Linked DNA regions of Mus musculus: regions 2, 3, 4, 5, 6 and 7 are each linked to region 1. The links are chromatin contacts, called in public HiChIP or PLAC-seq, Micro-C and promoter capture Hi-C maps. All regions are on one chromosome and are shown on one strand. Each heading gives the region's core, a stretch centred on a gene start, on an enhancer-like site or on the middle of the called end of the contact. The rest is flanking DNA. Distances are from core to core; before and after follow the strand shown. Region 1 holds the start of Kpna4 (karyopherin (importin) alpha 4). Region 2 overlaps Iqschfp (Iqcj and Schip1 fusion protein). Region 3 holds the start of B3galnt1 (UDP-GalNAc:betaGlcNAc beta 1,3-galactosaminyltransferase, polypeptide 1). Region 4 has its middle 14 kb from the start of Il12a. Region 5 has its middle 18 kb from the start of Il12a. Region 6 overlaps Ppm1l (protein phosphatase 1 (formerly 2C)-like). Region 7 overlaps Ppm1l (protein phosphatase 1 (formerly 2C)-like).

What was found. Promoter capture Hi-C pulls out the DNA fragments that hold promoters and counts their contacts. Hi-C and Micro-C count contacts between places; a contact is called where the count stands out from the background. HiChIP or PLAC-seq counts read pairs in DNA pulled down with a chosen protein or histone mark.
Region 2: a contact with region 1 is called in a promoter capture Hi-C map of pre-B cells. The contact joins the enhancer-like site here to the promoter of Kpna4 in region 1. A contact is called at or near these places in 2 of 39 promoter capture datasets (the HPC-7 cell line and pre-B cells) and 3 of 115 datasets of contacts at active chromatin or transcription factors (the 230-238 cell line, large pre-B cells and pro-B cells).
Region 3: a Micro-C map of embryonic stem cells shows a contact between it and region 1, with 5 times the contacts expected there. The contact joins the promoter of B3galnt1 here to the promoter of Kpna4 in region 1. A contact is called at or near these places in 12 of 39 promoter capture datasets (the 3T3-L1 cell line, 3T3-L1-derived adipocytes, cranial neural crest and 6 more), 2 of 484 Hi-C or Micro-C datasets (embryonic stem cells and palatal mesenchyme) and 7 of 115 datasets of contacts at active chromatin or transcription factors (the NIH/3T3 cell line, embryonic forebrain, embryonic stem cells and 2 more).
Region 4: a promoter capture Hi-C map of pre-B cells shows a contact between it and region 1. The contact joins the enhancer-like site here to the promoter of Kpna4 in region 1. A contact is called at or near these places in 1 of 39 promoter capture datasets (pre-B cells) and 3 of 115 datasets of contacts at active chromatin or transcription factors (the 230-238 cell line, memory CD8 T cells and thymic regulatory T cells).
Region 5: a contact with region 1 is called in a promoter capture Hi-C map of pre-B cells, with 3 times the contacts expected there. The contact joins the enhancer-like site here to the promoter of Kpna4 in region 1. A contact is called at or near these places in 2 of 39 promoter capture datasets (the HPC-7 cell line and pre-B cells), 1 of 484 Hi-C or Micro-C datasets (pre-B cells) and 6 of 115 datasets of contacts at active chromatin or transcription factors (the 230-238 cell line, large pre-B cells, neural tube and 2 more).
Region 6: a promoter capture Hi-C map of the HPC-7 cell line shows a contact between it and region 1, with 2.8 times the contacts expected there. The contact joins the enhancer-like site here to the promoter of Kpna4 in region 1. A contact is called at or near these places in 4 of 39 promoter capture datasets (the HPC-7 cell line, HPC-7-derived erythroid cells, liver and 1 more), 1 of 115 datasets of contacts at active chromatin or transcription factors (stem cell-derived neural progenitor cells) and 1 of 9 other capture datasets (embryonic stem cells).
Region 7: a contact with region 1 is called in a FOXA1 HiChIP or PLAC-seq map of pancreatic cancer cells. The contact joins the enhancer-like site here to the promoter of Kpna4 in region 1. A contact is called at or near these places in 2 of 39 promoter capture datasets (hematopoietic stem and progenitor cells and neural stem cells) and 5 of 115 datasets of contacts at active chromatin or transcription factors (acute myeloid leukemia, embryonic stem cells, microglia and 1 more).

Annotation. Positions count from the first base shown.
Region 1 is chr3:69,125,784-69,128,442 of GRCm38.p6, forward strand. It overlaps Kpna4 (karyopherin (importin) alpha 4), which reads right to left and starts at 1,309. Exons shown (of 17, transcript NM_008467.4): 1 at 949-1,309. The coding sequence starts at 1,017.
Region 2 is chr3:68,613,887-68,616,545 of GRCm38.p6, forward strand. Iqschfp (Iqcj and Schip1 fusion protein) reads left to right here. Exons shown (of 11, transcript NM_001113419.2): 7 at 2,554-2,659. Schip1 (schwannomin interacting protein 1) reads left to right here. Exons shown (of 8, transcript NM_001113421.1): 4 at 2,554-2,659. Among named protein-coding and RNA genes, the nearest start is that of Gm22073, 68 kb to the left of the region's middle. Within about 2 kb of position 1,370, at least 22 of the 459 cell types and tissues checked have an H3K27ac peak or open chromatin away from gene starts, as enhancers often do. A contact at or near this core is called in pre-B cells, where this site is marked.
Region 3 is chr3:69,597,656-69,600,314 of GRCm38.p6, forward strand. It overlaps B3galnt1 (UDP-GalNAc:betaGlcNAc beta 1,3-galactosaminyltransferase, polypeptide 1), which reads right to left and starts at 1,305. Exons shown (of 3, transcript NM_020026.4): 1 at 1,147-1,305.
Region 4 is chr3:68,675,632-68,678,290 of GRCm38.p6, forward strand. No RefSeq gene overlaps it. Among named protein-coding and RNA genes, the nearest start is that of Il12a, 14 kb to the right of the region's middle. Within about 2 kb of position 1,305, at least 223 of the 459 cell types and tissues checked have an H3K27ac peak or open chromatin away from gene starts, as enhancers often do. A contact at or near this core is called in the 230-238 cell line, memory CD8 T cells, pre-B cells and 1 more, where this site is marked.
Region 5 is chr3:68,708,279-68,710,937 of GRCm38.p6, forward strand. No RefSeq gene overlaps it. Among named protein-coding and RNA genes, the nearest start is that of Il12a, 18 kb to the left of the region's middle. Within about 2 kb of position 1,328, at least 73 of the 459 cell types and tissues checked have an H3K27ac peak or open chromatin away from gene starts, as enhancers often do. A contact at or near this core is called in the HPC-7 cell line, pancreatic cancer cells, pre-B cells and 1 more, where this site is marked.
Region 6 is chr3:69,503,966-69,506,624 of GRCm38.p6, forward strand. All of the region lies in intron 2 of Ppm1l (protein phosphatase 1 (formerly 2C)-like), which reads left to right. Among named protein-coding and RNA genes, the nearest start is that of Gm52607, 43 kb to the left of the region's middle. Within about 2 kb of position 1,331, at least 33 of the 459 cell types and tissues checked have an H3K27ac peak or open chromatin away from gene starts, as enhancers often do. A contact at or near this core is called in the HPC-7 cell line, where this site is marked.
Region 7 is chr3:69,439,023-69,441,681 of GRCm38.p6, forward strand. All of the region lies in intron 1 of Ppm1l (protein phosphatase 1 (formerly 2C)-like), which reads left to right. Among named protein-coding and RNA genes, the nearest start is that of Gm52607, 22 kb to the right of the region's middle. Within about 2 kb of position 1,364, at least 62 of the 459 cell types and tissues checked have an H3K27ac peak or open chromatin away from gene starts, as enhancers often do. A contact at or near this core is called in pancreatic cancer cells, where this site is marked.

The DNA.
Region 1 (2,659 bases), core at 59-2,558:
TTTTTTAAATTCCCTATATTAAAAAAAAAAGTCACAATGGAAAGAAACTGTGTGCTTAATACATCGAACCTTGGAAGCAACTGTGTCTATGACAACGAAGCCTTCTTCCCCCCTTTAAAATAATACGTGATGGTGTCAGTCCATAGCCTACCGGATTCCTCACTGCCACCACCACCAGGAGGTGGAGAGAAAGGATACCGAGAAGACTAGGGGATGACAGCTTTGTATAACCCTTTGGACTTTTCTATGTAAGAATGCAAACTGGTGGTCTCTTCTCAGAGAGGAGTAAAAAGATCTGTGGACAAGCTCAAATAAGGCGGTGGAGGCAGGTGATCTTTTGACTGGAAAGGGACACATCGTGAGCCACATCTTTGAATCAGCTAGGACCAAACTGAAACCCAGGCCGCTGGAAGGCACTGCTTAGCATCACCAGGACCGCCTCTCGCGGCGGGGGTGGCTTTTTTTTCTTTCTTTCTTTCTTTCTTTCTTTCTTTTTCTCCAGCGGAGAAGTTGACTCCTGTAGTTTGGACATTGAAGTAAAACCAGAGTCGGGGCGATTAGGAAAACCTGCATGTGGAGGCGTCTCGGGCCCGGAGAAGTTCCGAGGTCGCCGCTCGCTCCCCCATCGCCCTCCACCCGCGACGCTTGGCGTCGGGGGCTCGAGCAGAGCCTGAGCTTCCGCCGCTGCGGGGCCTCCGCCGCGGCTGATATGCCCGCCGCCCTCACCCGTGTCTGGCCGGCTCGACAGGACAGGCCTAGGCCGCACCCGGCGGGCCCCGGCGCTGTCGCCGGCGGAGGCGGAGCAGGCCCGGCACAAACTTCCCGGCGCGGCGCCCGCGTCACGGCCGCTCGCCCGCCCGCCCAGCGCCATGCCGGCCGCCGCGCCCGCCCGACTCCGTACGCACCCCGCGTCCCGCCGGGGGCCGGAGGCCGCGGACCCCACTGTACCTCCAAGTCACGGCCTTTGTTCTTAAAATTCTTGAGCCGTTGGTTGTCCAATTTCTCGTTGTCCGCCATGGCCGGGCCGGCGACTCTCCCCACCCGCCCGGGCCCCGCGGGATCCGCCCCAACCACCGCGCCGCACAGACGCTCCCAGGAAGCCGGCCGCCGCCTGCGTCGCCCGCCCGTCCGCTCGCTTCCTCTCGCCCGCCGGGCCTCCGCTTCCTGGCTGGCCTCTCCTGCCCTGAGCTCGGGTACCACAGCAGCTCTGGCGAAGACGACTGCGGGGCCAGCGGCGGCGGCGGCAACGGCGGCGGAATGTGCTGCCGGCTGAGAGGGGGAGGCAGCCTCGATCTGAGGGCCCGGCTTTACGGCCACGCCCATCGCCGCCAACCCGGTCCGCCGATTGGCCGGCCGGGCTCCGGAGTGCTTAGCCAATCAAAAGGGACGATGGAGAGCGGGGGACGGAAGAGCGAAAGGAAAGGGGAAGGGAGAGTCTGGGGCAGGAAAGGGACGGGGCGCAGGAGCTTGGGAGGGGAGGGGTCACGCGCGGAGGGAGAAACCCGAGGCAGCCGAAGAGCAGCAGATCCGGGAGCGGGCGGGGATGGGCAGGGTGTAGTGGTCCTGGTTATGGTGGGATGATTCCCGGGGTGGCTTTAGATGTTGGGGTTCTGAACTTCGTTCTTTTCTCCCCCGGTGTTACTTGAGCGCTTCATTCACTTTGGAAGGCAAAGAGGTGTGTCTAAGCTACATGTGAAGTCCTAAACCCTGAGTCCTGTTCTGGGAACTGCGAACCAACCTAGGACCCGGCATCGTGGCTAGGACTGACTACGGTGATGTGCATTCTGAAAACTGAAGGGAAAGCTAGAGGGACCCGGTAGGAAAAGGAAGGTAGAAGGTTCGCAACAGGTAGAAACTTGAGAAAAATTGGTCCTTCCCTAATACCCCCATTTTGAGCAGTTTCTCTTGGGAAATTAAACTGCTTGATCACAAAGTATTAATTTATAGAGAATGACGACTATGAGCCATGACATAGCAAATGCAACATTGTGACTCTTGATAAAGGAAGTTAATCCCAAAGAAACCTCTTAACCAGGAACATTGTAACCAAAGGCGGATGTAAAACAGGTACAAAAGAGCCTCTCAAATTTTTCAGAATCGCTCCGGGCCGGTGACTCGGTTTGTAATCGTAGCTACTGGGCAAGAGGAGGAGCTGTTAAAGTAGCCCAAGAGCAAGGCCAGCCAGAGCAAGAGTCCAAAGCCACTTCGAGCAGTTTAGTGACACTTCCCCTCTTCTCTTGCGGGTTCATCTCAAGATAAATTAATAATAATAATAATAATAATAATAATAATAATAATAGAAATACAACTCATTGGAAGAAGCTAATTATGCTGGAGGCCCTAGGCTCAGAAAAGAGAGTGAGGACATGTTTTCAAAACTATATTTAAGCTGAGCATAGTGATCCACACGTTAAATCTAGCAAAGGCAGGTGGAGATGAGTTTGAGGCCAGCTGAGCTACATCATAATACCCTGTCTAAAAACAAACAAATGTGTGTGTTCATTTATCAATTATTAGTTCCCCAAATTGTGTGGTTTTTGTGAAGCAGTGGCAGTTCAGAGTCAGAAGGAAGAGGAAAGCTAAATGTGTCTGAACTTGGCAAAAAACTCTATTACAAAACCCTTTGGGAACATTTGGCTTCTGGTTCTTTCTGGTATAT
Region 2 (2,659 bases), core at 120-2,619, 510 kb before region 1:
ATGATAGCTTCCATAAGCAAAATCTTTTATTTCACCTGGTGTTGGGCTCGAGAGACCAAGGAAGACTGAACTAAGCAGGATTTAAGTGAGGTAGCAAAAGGTCAGAGACCCAGGGAAGTGCACTTTTCAGAAATAAACTGTGCAGACAGCTGTGAATCTCACTGCCAGGCAGGAAGGCGGGAGTGGGGATTATCTGTTCTTTGACTCCATGGCACAGAGGCCTTCAGAAGACCTGGTGGCCCTATCACCCTTCAGCCAAGCCTCTCTGCTTGGGGAAAGTGGTTGAGTTTCACCCAGAGCTGTCTTCCTCCTAAAATGCGATTAAAGGCTAAAGGCAAAGAAATCCCCCTCGAAATGGGAGCCCATTGAAGATGTCTTTACTAAAACCCTTTCTTAATCAGCCATGATGTCCCATTGTCCCTGTGAGCAGCTTTCTTACTGCTGTAAGGAATTACAAGCCCTCCCCCCACCCCACCCCCATCCCACCCACCCAAGCTTCATTCAGTTTCCCACCGGGCTACTATGCTACTAAGGTGGGGTGGGGGCTCTGAATCTGTACTGGAAGCATTCTTGAAGTCCCCCCAGCTGTTAGAAGTTCCTTGTGGGTGGTTGGCCAGTTGGGGGCAGAGCTGTAGAATTTATAATCATTTTTTGCTCAGAATGAAGATATTTGTCCGTGGGCATCTTTAACTTGGTTTTGTGATATCCTTTCTTGCTGGTTGTTTATGTTTTTAGTTTTCTCTCCAGCAGGCAGCTTCTTTGTGAGACTTTATTCATATCTAGGAAATGCTATATAACCCTTGACTGGAGTGAGATTCAAATGCGTCCCCAGACTGTCCTTGCTATCACCTTCCGAACCATAGATCTTGATTTTATTGTTAAAATTTCTTGATTCTACTTTTTAGATGAACTGCAGATATCAAAAATCTGCTAAACTCAGCGTGTCTGGATCAAAGGGAAATCTGAACATACTAGATACCGCAAGATACGTGAAGAAAATTTAAAGGAGGCAGGTCCCGGCACAACTGTAGGGCCAGCTGCTGACTAGTTATGGATGGCGTGAGTGAGTCTTCCTTCAGACAGCAGACTATCATGGGGTGGCTTTCAGTGTGGGAGCAGTGTTAGGGTACAGTCCCTTTAGAAAGTCACGTCAGCTCTAAGAGTCTCTGTGTTTTTGCCCAGCTTCCAGAAAGTGGAGAAAGGAAGGTAGGTCATATGTACAGAGCACCCTCCCCATGCCAAGCTCTGAGCAAACTCAGGGTTTGGAACCCGCTGTAAACCAGTCATCCTGTGGCCTGCTTCCTTTCAGCTCTGGGCCTGGCCTCCTCATCTGTGTCAGGAAGGTTTTTTAAGGGAAAACTAAGCCGGAGCTTGTACAATTATAAAGTCTAACAATAGGTGGCAGTACATATCCATCTTAATCGCAGTGCTGAGACTAAATGGGGGAGCAAGTGTAGTCATGAGCAAGACGTGCAAAGCTTCTCCATCATTAGGATAAAGACAACCAAACAATGTCAAGTATTAGATTAGATCCTTGCAGCATGAATAACACCAGAGCAAATTTGGTGTCCTTTGCCCCAAAGTGGGCTTAGAATGGCTCCCTATGGCCCCTTCTGGCACCCCACCCCCATACATACCCACACACACATACAAGACTTACTTTCCCACAGGACTGGGATGCTGGAGACCCTGAGAATGACCAAATAGTACTGAGAGGATATGGTTCACCTTTAAAAGCTAGTTAGGACCAAGAGCGGAGCCCACCGTCTGGCCACGGTCATCGCAGTGCTTGTCCTGTCTGACTCCAGACCATCCTTTCTGGAGTTTCAGACTCCTGAGCTCCCAAGAGGAGTCTGTTCTCATGGTGCTGGGTGTGGGGGCCAGTCTGCAGAAGCGCATGCGTGCTGTGACTTCCAACACCCTGGGATTTGCTTCTGCCTCTTGGGGTAAACAGACCTGTGGTGTTTTTGTCTTTGAGTGACAGAAGTTGCGCTTCCTCTGTTGGCTTTTGGCAACCGCTTTAAATAAAGGTTCTCATTGAGTGTCCCTGTCTTCCTGGAGGGGAAGGAAACTTTCTTCATAGTCTTGGGACACTGGTTCTTGTGAACTTGTTTGGGTTGTCCTTCTAAAGCAGAATTCGAAATAGCATTCCACCACATTATTGGCTCAAGTCTGTTCATCTCGAGTGGCAGAACTGCAAACACAAAACATCTTTCTGTATGGGCCAGCTCTGTGTTTGTTATCCACTGGGTGCTATAACGTAGAGCGTTAAGCGACAAACTGATGTGGAAAAAAGACCGGAATTCTGGGAGGCCCTCTGATAAACTTTTTAATTGCAGGAAAGAATTGGCTGAGGCAGAAGGATTGCCATCCCAGGCTACGTAGCAAAATCCTGTCTCAACCACAACAGAAGGAAATGTAGAATGATTTGGGTCACTAAGTTCTCCACATGAAGAGCACATAGAACTGTTTTGATAGTTAACCCCGTTTAATCAGCTACAGTCAGGTAACAAATAGCTAAGCAGAATGACTGTCCCGCTTGTTCCCACCCAGACTACAGAGCGGGATGAACCTCCAGATATGCTTTGTCAATGACAGCGGCAGTGACAAGGACAGCGATGCAGATGACAGTAAGACGGAAACCAGCTTGGACACGCCC
Region 3 (2,659 bases), core at 55-2,554, 470 kb after region 1:
AGGCCTGGATGCTTTCTTCTTCTCTCTTCTCGTCCCATTCGACAACCAAGAACAATTTCGATAATGTAATAGTTTTTAATGCTGCAGCTCCCTGGTGGCCATTCATTTCAATCAAATCTTCCAACGTGAAAGAGAGAAAATGCCACACTTTTCTCTCAGTAAAAGGAAGGCCCCTTCCTAGAGTTATGAGGTGTCAACACTTCAGAGAGCTCAAACTCCCTGCGTCTGCCTTAGACACCCAAAGGTAAAACACAGATTTCATCTGGGTGAAGACTGCAAATCGTCCTACCTCCCTCCAAAAACAAACCGTTGGGCAATTCCTTACTTGGCAGTAGCGTTTCCTAACAAAGCAAGCTGCTTCTCCTAAAGGCTGGGAACGGGGTTTGTGGGAGGGGGGTCTACTTAAGTCAAAAATCAATGCCTGCCTTTTAGTCCTGCACCTTTTAGTCCTGCAGTCACAAACACAGCTAGCTCTCCGTGCTGCAGCTGGCCGCATCCTTTACAGCCTGAAAAAGTAAGGCTCCCTCCATCTAAGAGTTCCTTTACAATGCTTTGTACATTCCACTCAGACCTTTTATTAATAATGTAGCCTTAATCTTTAGGAGTCTCCTCTTTCCAAATCTCCCATTCCCTTCCTCCTCGCCACCTCTCCCCCAGGAAGCACTCTCCTACCCTAGGGACCACAGGCCCTTTCCCGCCTAGAATGTGCGTTCCTCCCTCCGGGCCTGCAGCAGGTCCATCGGCGTGGCGTGCGGACAGTATTCTCCACTTCTCCTTGGTCGCGGTGACAACCAGGCCACCACTACCTCGGCCCCCGAGGCTTACATAGCTCAAGGCAGGGCAGGATGGATCCGTGAGGCCGCGGTGGCCCGGCTCGCCAAGAGCACTGGACGCCCCTCCAAGTGGCCCAGATTCTCGAGTCTCTCGTCCGGAGCCTCGAGACCCAGCCCCGAGACCAGGCGCGGAGGCCAGAGCCCAGGGCGTGGCAGCTCGCGGCGCCCCGCTCCACGGAGGAGCGAGCGGCGCCCGGGGCCTCGAAGCCCCGACCCACGAACCTAGAAGGCTGCGCCGCGAGAGAGAGGGGCGCTCGGCAGCCGCCCAACCGTCTCCCCGCCTCGGCCTCCCGCCCGCCCGCCCCGCACTCACCTCCCGTGCGCCCGTGGTACCCGCAACGGTGCGGCCCGCGCTCGCTCTCTGCGCGCGAACACGGACTCCCCGCAGCCGCACGCACGCCGAGCGGGCGGGCGCGCGCCTCCTTCACGCACGCGCGCGCGCGCGGGGTCCCTGCGTCCGCAGCCCAGCGCCGTTATCGCTGTTATCGCCGCAGCTGCCGGCCTCTGCCGCGGGCGGGCGCCAGCATCACGGCCACCGCAGGCTTCGCCTAAGTCCTCCACCTCCAACCCCGGCTCTCTGCCTCGTGCCATCTTTTGACAGAAAGCAAGAAATTTTATTTTTGAATGGAACCACCTTCACCCTAGGTCCTGGGAGAAACAGAGTCAGTACAGAAACACCCAGCCTTCATGACCAAAGGCTTCTCCCTTCTCCCTTCTCGGGGAGATGCCTAAATGTGTAGCCCGCAGATTTCCGCCCCAGGGCTGACTTGGAAAGGAGGAAGCCTTGGCACATTCAGAAGGCTGTTTCTCCTTTCAGGAGTGCGGGAGTGGGGGTGGGGAGAGGAAAGCTTTGGTGTATGTGGACCAGAGGCTCAGAGAGTCCTGGCACCCCACCCCACCTCCACCCCCACACCCTCAACTGCCTCTAGAAACCGTCTAGTGCTATGAACCCTTGGTCAGCTCCACTTAGTCATCTCCACCCAAATGGTGCCTCTCTGGGAGAAGGGAGAAGCCTTTGGTCATGAAAGCTGGGTGTTTCTGTACTGACTGTTTCTCCCAGGACTTAGGGTGGAGGTGGTTCCATTCAAAAATTGCTTTCTGTCAAAAGGCCCCTGGAAACAAAGTGTCATCTGAAAACAAAGACCCATTCTGGTGTCTTGGCTTTAGGACTGTGAACAGGTTGGCCTCACTCCACCTAAAAGGAAACAGTTTTTCAGTGAGCACCTAAATACAAGCAACCAAAATTTAACAACAATTCACAAGAATCGCTTTCCCATCCTTCCCTAGACGCTCTAGGTTGCGTTTCTTAAACTAGTGACTTCAACATAGCCGGGATCAGCCTTATCGATTTGGAGAAACTAGAATTCTACAATATCACCTAGTATGTACGCCATGTTCTTGTCGGAAAGCCACACCGACTTCCTAGAAAGATGATCTTATCAAGATTGGACTATTGCCTCTATGCGTCCGTGTAGAATATATAGATGTAGCACAACCTGTTTTCTTTCGTAGCAGGACTTTTAGAAGTTGCTCAGTTCTGTTTGACTGCTGTTTTGCTCTCCCAGCTCAGTAATTTAAGTTCTTGAACCAGAAGCGGGATGTAATGGTAAGACTCCTTTACACACTGCATGGAGCTCTGCGTGTTATTTCCATGGGGGGAGAATATGGACTCTCAAACACAATCTCACTTGACCCAAAGCTAAAACCATGGAAGTAGGGAGAGGTATTCTCCAAACTGTTCCATGATAAACAAACACGGAGAATGTTTCTCTTCAGTGGTTAATAGGCAATATGTCGAAGATTTTGAAAATTCTTTGGAGGAGTGT
Region 4 (2,659 bases), core at 55-2,554, 450 kb before region 1:
CGGTAAAATTCAGACTCTGGGGCTCTGTGTCTGATGTAGGAGCCGCAGTGGATGCTGGGAAATAAGCCGGCTTCTCTGTAAGAGCAGCCAGTGCTCTTAACTGCTGCACCATCTCGCCAGCCTCTTACCTCGGTGTTGCTGTTTTGCTTTTTAGTTGTTGATGTTTTTTTGTTGTTTTTGTTGTTGGTTTGGTTTGGTTTGGTTTGGTTTGGTTTGGTTTGGTTTGGTTTTTGGTTTTTCGAGACAGTGTTTCTCTGTGTCCTGGATTTCTTAAGCTTTCTTTTATTTCTTTGGTATGAGCTATGTAGAGTGTACCTTCATGCCTTCTTATTGTATCCTGGGGGTAGTAAGTAACCTTTAGGTACCTTTGCCCCCTGTAATGCCTCCCTTTCTACCCGGACTATACTTAGACCAGCTTTGGTGAATGAATCAAGTCACAAACTCTTTGGCCTTTTGTTTGCTTTTTAAATTTTGTTGTTTCCTTAGGCCAGCTATCCTTGAACTCAAAATCCTCCTCTCTCAGCCTTCACACTGGGACTCCTGGCATGAGCTAGGGTGTCCAGCTGTCCTTGGCCATTTCAAAAGTAAACAAGGTAGAAACAAATACAGAAAAGACTTAGCAGTCCCGAGTGACCTGATGCTCACCCTCTGTCTCCCCACCGCCCTGCTCCCCTCCCCCCACCCCAGTGCATTTCATTTTGGTTGGCTGATATTCTCCGAGTAAGTTGCAAATCGCCATATTTGCACAAGTCTACACTGACTTATGTTGTTAATTTGAGGGGTGCCAGTTATGGTGAGCAAATCCAAGGTTTTTAATGTGTGCTAAATCAGTGCCCGATCTCTCAGATACGCCCTTAACCCTCTAAAGAAGGCAGCCTTGTGCACACGTGCCAAGCAGTTATCTTTATAAATAGTTCATCAAGCAATTCCCGCTTATAAAATCTGTCTTTTTTTGCTATGCCCACCCAGAGCTTGTTCAGAACTCAAAGCAGGGAGTCTGTGCCTCTGTACGCATGTGATCAGATATAATTCAAATAATGCAAAAATAGTTAAGGAAGAAAGGGGAGCAAATTTAAAATAAATATTTGCAGTTTGGGGCTTCCAAGCTCTGCCATTTCCTTCGTTTCCAATCACACAATCATATTCAGCTTATTATGTAGTTCGTGTCTTGCTCTCAGCCTTCCCCCCACCCCCACCCCGTCCTTTCCCCCAAGTGTTTTTGAGTCCCTGATACCGCCCCCCGCCCCCCACGCCCCGCCCCAGGTGCAGAGGAGCCAGTGCCTGGCACCCAGTACACATGTTTGGTGGCTTTCCGTTGAGTGACTCATTGCTCAAGCAGGCACTCCAGCTGCCTTCCTTACCCTGACTCCCTCCCACCTCCTTCTGCCCAGTTCCAAACTTGAGTTTATCCAACACTCATTTTTCTCGGCTTCTGCTATTCTTAGGCTGCGGAGAGATGCTGAGGGGGAAACTCAGACTTCTGTCAAGTGGGTCTCCACGGAAGCAGACCGCCAACCCTCACACAGGCCCCGCGTTTATCTCCTGGTACCGCGACAGGATGTTGCACACAGTGATCTTCAAACTCAGCTGTGGCCACAGCCGTGACTCCGTGACAGTTACTGGCAACGTTTTGGCTGATTCTCTCCACTTCCTATGCCGTCCCTCTCCAACTTCCCTGTTCCTAAGCTGTTTCAGGTCTAAGCGAGCTTGCAGCACCTTAAGCCTCCTCCCACAATAGCTTTAAGTCACTTGCTTTTATTTTATTTTTAATGTTCATAGGTTATTTTGACAAAGCTCTTTGTAAACTTAATCATAAGGCTGTATTATATTCTGTAAATGCTAACCACATTTAAGCTTCTCTAATGAGAGACCTGCCCATACTTTGGCATTTATTTTGTTATTACAATTTTTGTCTTTTGCATTTCTGAAATTCTTTAAGGTATATTCCTGGCTTTATCGGGGTCAACGGCTCCAGAAAGTTCAGATTCTTGATAAACTTTGTCAAATTTATTTTCAGAAACAGTTTCATTATGAATTCCCTTTCATACCTTTGTCAACCTAAAAGGATTTATTTCATGTACCTGTATTTGGTTGAGCCGTCTCATATCTTTTTAACATAGTTATTAACTATAGCTTTCTTCAGTGAGTTGTCTGTTAATGATTTTTCTCATTGGCCTACTGGGGTCCTCATGTTCTTAATTACTTTGTCTGTGTTATTGATAAATTTCACTGAGTAATTTGTGTGACAAACTCTCCAGATTGGTCGTTGTGGTTCCAGGATTCTCCTGTCTCTGCCTCCCTCCACTGGGCTTGCACATAGGGGCTCCAATCTGCCTCTGTCTTTAATCTCAGATCCATGCCAAGGTCTGGAAATCTTGTATCATCTCTCATGAAAGTTAGTTTGTAAGATATTAGCATATGTTCTGCTGTGATATAAAATTTACCCCATCCATCCTGGGAATTATTTTATTTTTGGAGTTTTTAAATATTTTTATTAATTCTTTGAGAATTTTGTACAATATATTTTGGTCATATTCACCCCCTCCTCCTAGATGCACCTCCCCTCCTCTACTTTTTAACTGTTGAGTCTAGTTTGTGTAGTCCCTTGGTAGTGGCCTGCCTAGAGTGGGGTTGACCTGTGGGGGGCCACAGCCTTAAA
Region 5 (2,659 bases), core at 78-2,577, 420 kb before region 1:
TCCCAAAGTAAATGACCCTGAATTGAGAATCAGACCTTGCAGTTTTACCAGAGCAGGGGGAGGGAATGATACGCGAAGGTCCTCTGAGAAGATGCTTGAATTTCTCCAGAGAAAACGCCAGAGGGCAGCAGACCTCCAGAGATGTCCTGGAAAAGAGCTTGGCTTTTCAGGAAGTAGACCAGCCCGGCCTGGAATGGCATTCTGAAATGAAGTCATTTGATGTTTGGTTGCTTGATTGGTTGGTTGGTTGGTTGGTTACTTGCTTGCTTGTTCCCCCACCCCCACCCCCACCCCCACCCCCACCCCCACCCTACTCCCGTTTCTGGGGATTGCTTCTTCCAACATGCTGGGCAATTGCTCTGACTTTGTTACTTTTCTTCTTATGAGAAAATATCTGACAAGATGCAATTTAAGGAGCGAAGGGATTATTTGGGGTGAGGGGGATCACAGTTTCAGAATACAGGGGAACAGTCTGTCATGGTGGGCATGACACAGCCGTGTAAGAAGTTCTGTGTGAACTTCTGTAGTTCTATGTACTGCATAGTTGGCAGTAAGGGACCTGAGAGAGATGGAGCCTGGGGCTCAGATCTCTCCTTTCCCAACCGAATAAAGCCATCGAGGTGATGCTGAGCACATCTTAAACCCCAGGGGAAGCACCTTCACAGGCACAGCCAAAGTGTGTCTCCTAGGTGACTCTAAACTCTGTCACCTCAAAAACCTCCAGAGTAACCTCGCTGGCCTGAAACCTGCTTGGACTTCTAGTGTACCCTAACGGCACAATTATACACGTCTGCATTTTTAGAGTAGAAAATGTGTAAGTAGAGTTCCCTGAGAAGCAACTTGGTGCTCTGATCATATAAACTATAAATAATCAAAGGTTTGAATTGTTTTGAGCTCAAGTGTAGCAATGTGACCAAGAGAAAGAGTGAGAGAAAAAGGAACAGAGACAGAGACTCACAGAGAGACAGAGAGAGAGGATCTTAAAAACAGAGGAATGAACCCTATGGTCTGGCTTGAGTCCAGACAATTGTGGCCCTTACTGGTTTCCCGTGTTCTGTTACAGTGTGGGCAAGCTTCACTGGTGCCACCCAGTGGCCTCCCTGAGCACTGCTTCAGTGCCTGGAGATGGGCGGGCTCAGTCTATACTGGCTGGGTCTCTAGTTGCAGACAGCCTTCATCTTCCTTTTACTAAGACTTGTCTCCGGCCTAGAATTTGACAAGCACCTGTGTCTGAGTGGATGTTGCACTCCTGGAGCAGATGGGGACAGAGGCTTTGAAGACAAGTAAGCGTTTGTTTAGGTCACCTGAACTGGAATTTCAGCCCTTCCTCTAACTGCGGCATGAGTCATCATTATTAAACGGTGGTAACCCCGTACTTACCACTGAATTTGCATAATCCTCTGAACTGAAGTTTGTAAGCAAACAGCCAACACTTTTCATATTAAAAATTGCTCCCCGACACTCACGTTGATTTCATGTAAGCTACTAATTCATATAATTTCCTGCTTACCTTCCAGGGCAGAGACGACATCTTTCAAGCAGTTATCAAAATACTGGGCAAGAACAGCACTCTGCCCTCATCTTGCTTCAAATTCAGTGATCTCAGTGTGCATATTGTGGCTTCTGTCTAATGTCATCAGTATTGCTATGTTCCTGCTCCAGCTGGGCGAAAGCCATCTTAATCCACTCTCCCCAGCTTCCTAGGCAGGGTAACTAACTACATATCTGCTCAGGGCATTTCAGCCTTCGTTCTACATAAGAATAGATGATGCATTTAATATTTCCTCACAGTTTTATACTCACTTATAACAAAACAAACTCCTTATTTAAGAAGTGCATGTTAACCACCTTTAAGACATTCCTACACAGCCAAAAGCTCATTGCTTCTTTTTTAAAAAAGTTTTTATTGATTCCTGTGAATTTCATATCTTGGGTCCCAATCCCACTCATCTCCCCATTCCTTCATATCTGCCTTGCAATCTCCCTCCTAAAATAAAACAAAGAATATAAATAAATAACTCTCACTGTGGAAGCTGTGGTGTGTCCCACAGTAGACCCTTCTGCCCAAACAACTTTCCTTGCAAATGTTCATTGCCATGAGTCACTGGCCTGGTTTGAGGCCTCTGGCTTCTGCTATACTATCAATAATGGATCCTCACTGAGACTCCTCTAGGATATCCTGTTGTTACCCTGTGTCACGGAGAGCCTGCAGCTTTGGATCTGCAGGACTGGCCTTTCAAGTATTCTAGTATTTTGTAGATGGGGTGGATGTTGGAATGGTCCAACTCAAAGCCCTGGATCTGGGCCTGGGTGGGAGCTGAGTTGGTCAGCTACCAGCTCTCCTGTACCTACAAAACCAGGAGCTGTTCTGCTCTACTGCAGGACCCACTCTTCTGAGTACTGTAGCCAATGAGTGGTGGAGCCAGTTCTCCTTGTTCTCATAACCTGGGGGGAAAGCTCATCTGCCTGCAGGAAGTGAGTGGGTATAGTAGGTTGGCCTGATGCTGCTTGTATTCTAATGCTAGTATTGAGCCCCAAGACCTGGTTGTCCCAGAGGGGATCTGCATGTAGCCCCACCCGACACCATGTGACCTTGATCCCAAATTATTCCTGATTGGTAAATAAAGATGTTGTGGTGAGTTTTGGCTACGCAGCTTTG
Region 6 (2,659 bases), core at 81-2,580, 380 kb after region 1:
TTTTTCTTTCTAATCAGGTTGCCATTGTTTGCCACAGGGAATTAGAGCCGCTCCCTGTCTCTGAAGCAGTGTTTGATTAGAACTAAGGAAAACACATACACACCAAGGAAAACACTTGCACCCTGGGATTATGTCTGAGTGGCTGCTAGGCAGGGATGCCTTGTTCGCCCTCTCCTCCTCTCTGTGCCGCTGAGCTTCTGTAACCAACATTTCATGGTCTTGCTGCAATGCTTAGGATAAACTTCAAGGTAGTCCAGGTTAATAGTGAGCCCTTTTTCTTTTTAAGATTTGTTTATTTATTGTATGTATGTGAGTACACTCTGGCTCTCTTCAGACACACCAGAAGAAGACATTGGATCCTATTACAGATGGTTGTAAGCCACCGTATGGTTGCTGAGAATAGAACCCAGGACCTCTAGTAGAGCGGTCAGTGCTATGAATCCACTAAGCCATCTCTTCAGCCCCAAACACTTTTCTTTATAGAGAAAAACAAGATAATTTTTTTTAAATGATAGGATTTCTCATGTATGGACTGTCCTCTTGCTGTATGGAAGGCAAACGAGTACTCCCTTGGCTGACTTTTAGGCTCAGAAGGTCTGTAACCACAGGACTGTATTGCTGTTAAAGTCATCTGTAGGATGTCGAGGTCAGTCCTTGGGATCTACTTAACGCTCGAGATTTCATTTGGTAAATTGCCTTGTGCGGTGCACTGTTTTCCAGCCACCTTCTAGTGCCCAGAGTAATCCATCGTGTTGACTTCATTAATTAATGTCCTTGGTGCTGGGCTGTGCAGCTTAGGCCGTTTCTGGTAGGATGGAGAGCTTTTATAGTGCGCATCCTTGAGGAACCCCTGAGTGTGCTCTTAGGATTCCGTAGTCATCAGTCTGAGGGGAACTGGCCAACGAACGACACAGAGAAATTGCTAGAAGCCACTGTTCATGCAACACAAACATTGACTATGTAGCAGTCTGAGCAGTGGGGAAGGACAGGAGAGGTAGAAGAATTTTGTCTAAATGGATTACTAATCTTTGCGGCAGTGTGCATCATTTTTTACAATGGCCTCTTCTTTGCCAGAGCTCAGTTCATTTCATTTAAAAAAAAGAAAAGAAAAGTGCCACAGATTACCTTTTTATTACTTATAACTGATGTGTTTCCTAGAAGTATGATTTTCCATAGTTAACAATAGCAATATTGTAAAACAGCAAAATCAAAGCCATAAAAAAATGAAGTAAATGTGCTAACCACAGCGAGCCGTGCATGGCGGATGGCGGACTATACCATAACGACTTGTTTACTTTCTCCTCAGCTCTTTGTCAGCGAGGGTAAAAGAGGAACCTCACAAATCACCAAGCTCTGCTTAATACACAGGCTAAAGCTGGTTCCTGATAGAGCAGCTTTTCTCTCAGCACCACACACATTCTGTCACACGGTCCCTTGTATGTGGAACACTGAGCCTGTTTTCACCTGGGGGTCCCAGAAAAAGCCTTAAACAAAAGACCTTAGAGTTGTCTTAGTGTGATCTAGGGGACAAGAGTGGGGACATTGCCACCAAAGCAGGAAATGGGGAGCACCTGTGCAGTTGGGTTCCCTTGACAGCGGCTGCCAAAGCAGGGCTACATTCTTTGGAAGCTTATGGATCGCACCCAGGGCCATTGAGCTACTTTCCCACCCCCACACTGGTCAAGGGCCACACATGTCACTCATGTCCCTTTGCTCGTGGCTTGGCTATGCTCCTGTGCCAGGTAGGTCCCTTGGGTTTCAGTAATTCCTAAGGAAAAAAAGCAAATGATAATGGGCTCTAGACCAATCCAATGCAGGCCCAAATGGTTCTGGTGCTATACAGTTAATTAAAGGTCAGACAAAAAGAATGTGAGACCATGGATAAGAAGTGTGCCAGACCAGGACAGCAGGTGGAGTCTTAAAGTTTCATGTACCGAATGCAAATGAATTCATCTTATACTCATTTCCTACTTCAACCATCTATAAGTTAGATAGATAGAAAACTGTTAAGTTGCAGTTTTCTTAGATTGTGTGTGTGTGTGTATAACATGTAGATATATACAATAAAGTGCTCAGTGAACGATTATCCCGATTCCCACATGATGACCTAATTCAGCCTTTAAAAGCCAGATAGATTGTTGAACCTGCTTCCTAGGGTAGTGAGGGCTCCTCCAGGGGCAGCCACGATGAAGACAAGAGGTGGCAATTTGGAGCTAGGGACCTCAATCTATGTCCTTGGCCATAAATCAGAAACACCCAAAATGTTTGGGAGCTATTATTAATCCCAAAGATGGGAAGAGAGAGACCATGGACCAAATCATCATGGCTGATGCTTCATCAAGGCAAGCCATTAATATAAGCCAGCAATTTTTATTCATGCACACAGGCTGCCGATGCCTCCCATTGCGTTGGGGTTCAAGAGGTCAGCAATGGATATGAGGAAGACAAGGATTTTTATAGCTCAGGGGTAGGGAATTTCCAAATCGGGGATTTGGTGGGCAAAATAGCTGGGATTACAGGAGTAGAACGTAAGCATGACAAGTGAGTCATACTGACCTCCTGAAACAAAGTCAGGATTGCAAGATGGTGGCAACAAGGTAGTCATAGCAACAGGTAGTCATAGCAACAAAGGTGCTTATAACAGCCTTTGAAACAAAGA
Region 7 (2,659 bases), core at 114-2,613, 310 kb after region 1:
ACGCTCGAAGGTTACTTTAAATAACTACAATTAGTTTAAAAATGACAACGGGGGTGGGGGTGGGAGTTCATTTTGTCCTGCAAGAGTCTGTCATGTTCTTGTCTGTTTCATTCATCAAAACTTTGTGATCTTTAGCCTTCAGATTTATACTATGTCCTCAGCAGGGTTCAGGGATGGAGGGAAAGGAGGGGAAATGTTCAAACAGAAACTAAATATAGGGATCCTATATTAATCATGGTGTGAAGCACATTCTACTTTTTTGTGACTTCCTCATTGAATGTCAGACGCCGTGTGGGTTGCTGCACTTAATCACCGTGCGCTGGCACAGAGTAGGCTGCTGCCAGCTGTAATCCTAGTAATGGTAGATCTTAGAGCATTTGGCTTGGCAATTTATTTAAATGCATGCTTAAGACTTTAGGTTTACTTTATTGAATTATAATTTACATACAATAAAGGGCAAGCATTTGACAAGTTACGTGAGTTTTGGTATATACATTTATGCACTGCCATAAGCAAGCTACCAAAAGGGATAGAAGAGGATTGACGGGGAAAGAAATGCTGGCAATAAACGCGGGTTTGTTTTTTTCATGGCTTTGAAGTCAGTTACTGTATGTGTTGTACTGTGAAATGCTACTGTTAAAGCTCCTTGCTACAAGATACTCTCCTAGTGAATTATGTGAAATTCATGAAGGATAGTTGTATTTCATGATATGTAACAAGAAATGTTAATGTCCTATGTCTTTTAAAATATGAAACATATACACTCAGAACTCCATGCACCACAGTATAGGGTTGTGCTAAATGATCTCACGTGTCCTGAATAAAGCTGCCAGTATCCATCTAACTTTTTCAAGTTTCCTTTCCTTTCCCATTAAAAAACCTTTGTTTGAGACCGGCTTTTATGTATCCCAAGCCGGACTTGAACTCACTCTACAGACAAGGATGGCCAGGAATTATGATCTTCTTGCTTCCAACCCCTGAGTGCTAAGAGTACTGATGTCTGCCACCCTGGCTAGCTATTAACATGGTGGGGATTGAACCCAGAGTTCTGTACATATTAGGCAAACACTCTGTCAACTGAGTTACATCTCCACTCTCATAAGTTTTAAAAGATAAAAATAATGGCCCCCAAATTCAGTTACTTGTGGTGTTGCTATTGCTGTTGTTCCCCCAGAGTATGATTGGAGGAATGGTGGCCCATCAGGAGAACATCACTTTAATGTTTCCCACCTCCAACTGGCAGTGTGCTGTGTTCCTGTTTTGCTAAAGGAACTGCTAACTTGCTGTCTAAGGAAGGGTTCAGGGATATAGAGGATAAGGGGAGGAACTAGCCTGAGCCTAGAGTTACTCAGAGCTGGCGTGAGTCCCCACGTTGCCACTTGCTATCATTTGACAAGTTGTTCCACTTTCTAAAGCCTCAATTTATTCATCTAAATAGAGGGATGACACAATTCCGATCCATCAAGAATTTACCATCCAAATGCGGGATGAAATTGGAAGAAAATGACTGTTGTCTAAAGAGAAATTCAAAGTGATGGGGCGTTTTAAAAAAGAGAGGGAGAAACCAGGCAGTTGCAGACAATTAAAGGGCTTCATAGCAAAGCTATGTTCAGTAGTGGGGAGCTCTGTATGATTAATTAGACTTTACAATTGAAACCTTCTCAGTGGGCTACAGCTTTAAGTAGAACAAGCAGTAGATGCCACACTTGCTGACCTGACAGCATAACGCAGTGGTCTACAAATGTAGTGGGCAGAAACTCATGGCTCTCCTGGGACCTGGGGTGCAGGGATTTGTAGCTGCTGAAACCTACTACAAAGGACAGAGGATTGGAAAGCAATGACACTGAAGAAATGACAAGGGGCCTCATTTCTCCATAGACAGTAGAGATTAGCCAGATGTTTGAGCTCTGCCCCTGTGGTTCGAGGAACCCCGCGGAGCTGATGATGCTAACGTTGTTCATAGTGACTCTTCAGTGACTAATGCGCTTACTAACCACTGTGAAGCCACTTCCTAGTAAACAGGGGTTGAGTAGGTGAGCTTTAGCTGAATGGTCTCTAAAAGCTGATCACTGCAGCAGAGCACTAGTGCCAGGGATTTAATCCAGCCCAGAGCCTCCATACCATGGAACAGGGCCATTTTCATGCTGTTTTAGGGTTTCCTGAAGTACTAGGGAAAGAAAGTGTGACAGATAAGATCTTGTATACCATTAAACCAAGTGACAACCCGGTATCGTTATTAAAAACTTTCCAGAAGTTTATTGAGCTAAGAAGTAGTGTTAAGTCTCAGAGAAGCAATTCAGTGTGTGGTAGTTCTGATTTCTGGACCTCAGCTTCCAGAGCATGACTTGACACCTCCCAAAAAGACACTCTCTTTCCATGAGCAAGGTACTGGTGGTCTGTTCCTCTCAGTCACCTTTACCTTATCCTTTTGAATCAACCTGTAGATGGGTGGGGATGGCAGGTCTGGGGGAGGATAGGAGTAGTGTAGGCCCCTTGGCAATTCTGGTGGGCTTCAGGATGCCCAGAAACCCTTCTCAGCCCTTCTCCAGCCTCTTCTTTCCTGTCCCACCTCCTTTACCGGCCTGACCTAAGGTATTAGAAATCCTTCTTTATCACTTGTATGAACAGTTAATTAAGGTCTACTCTCCTATTCCCTACT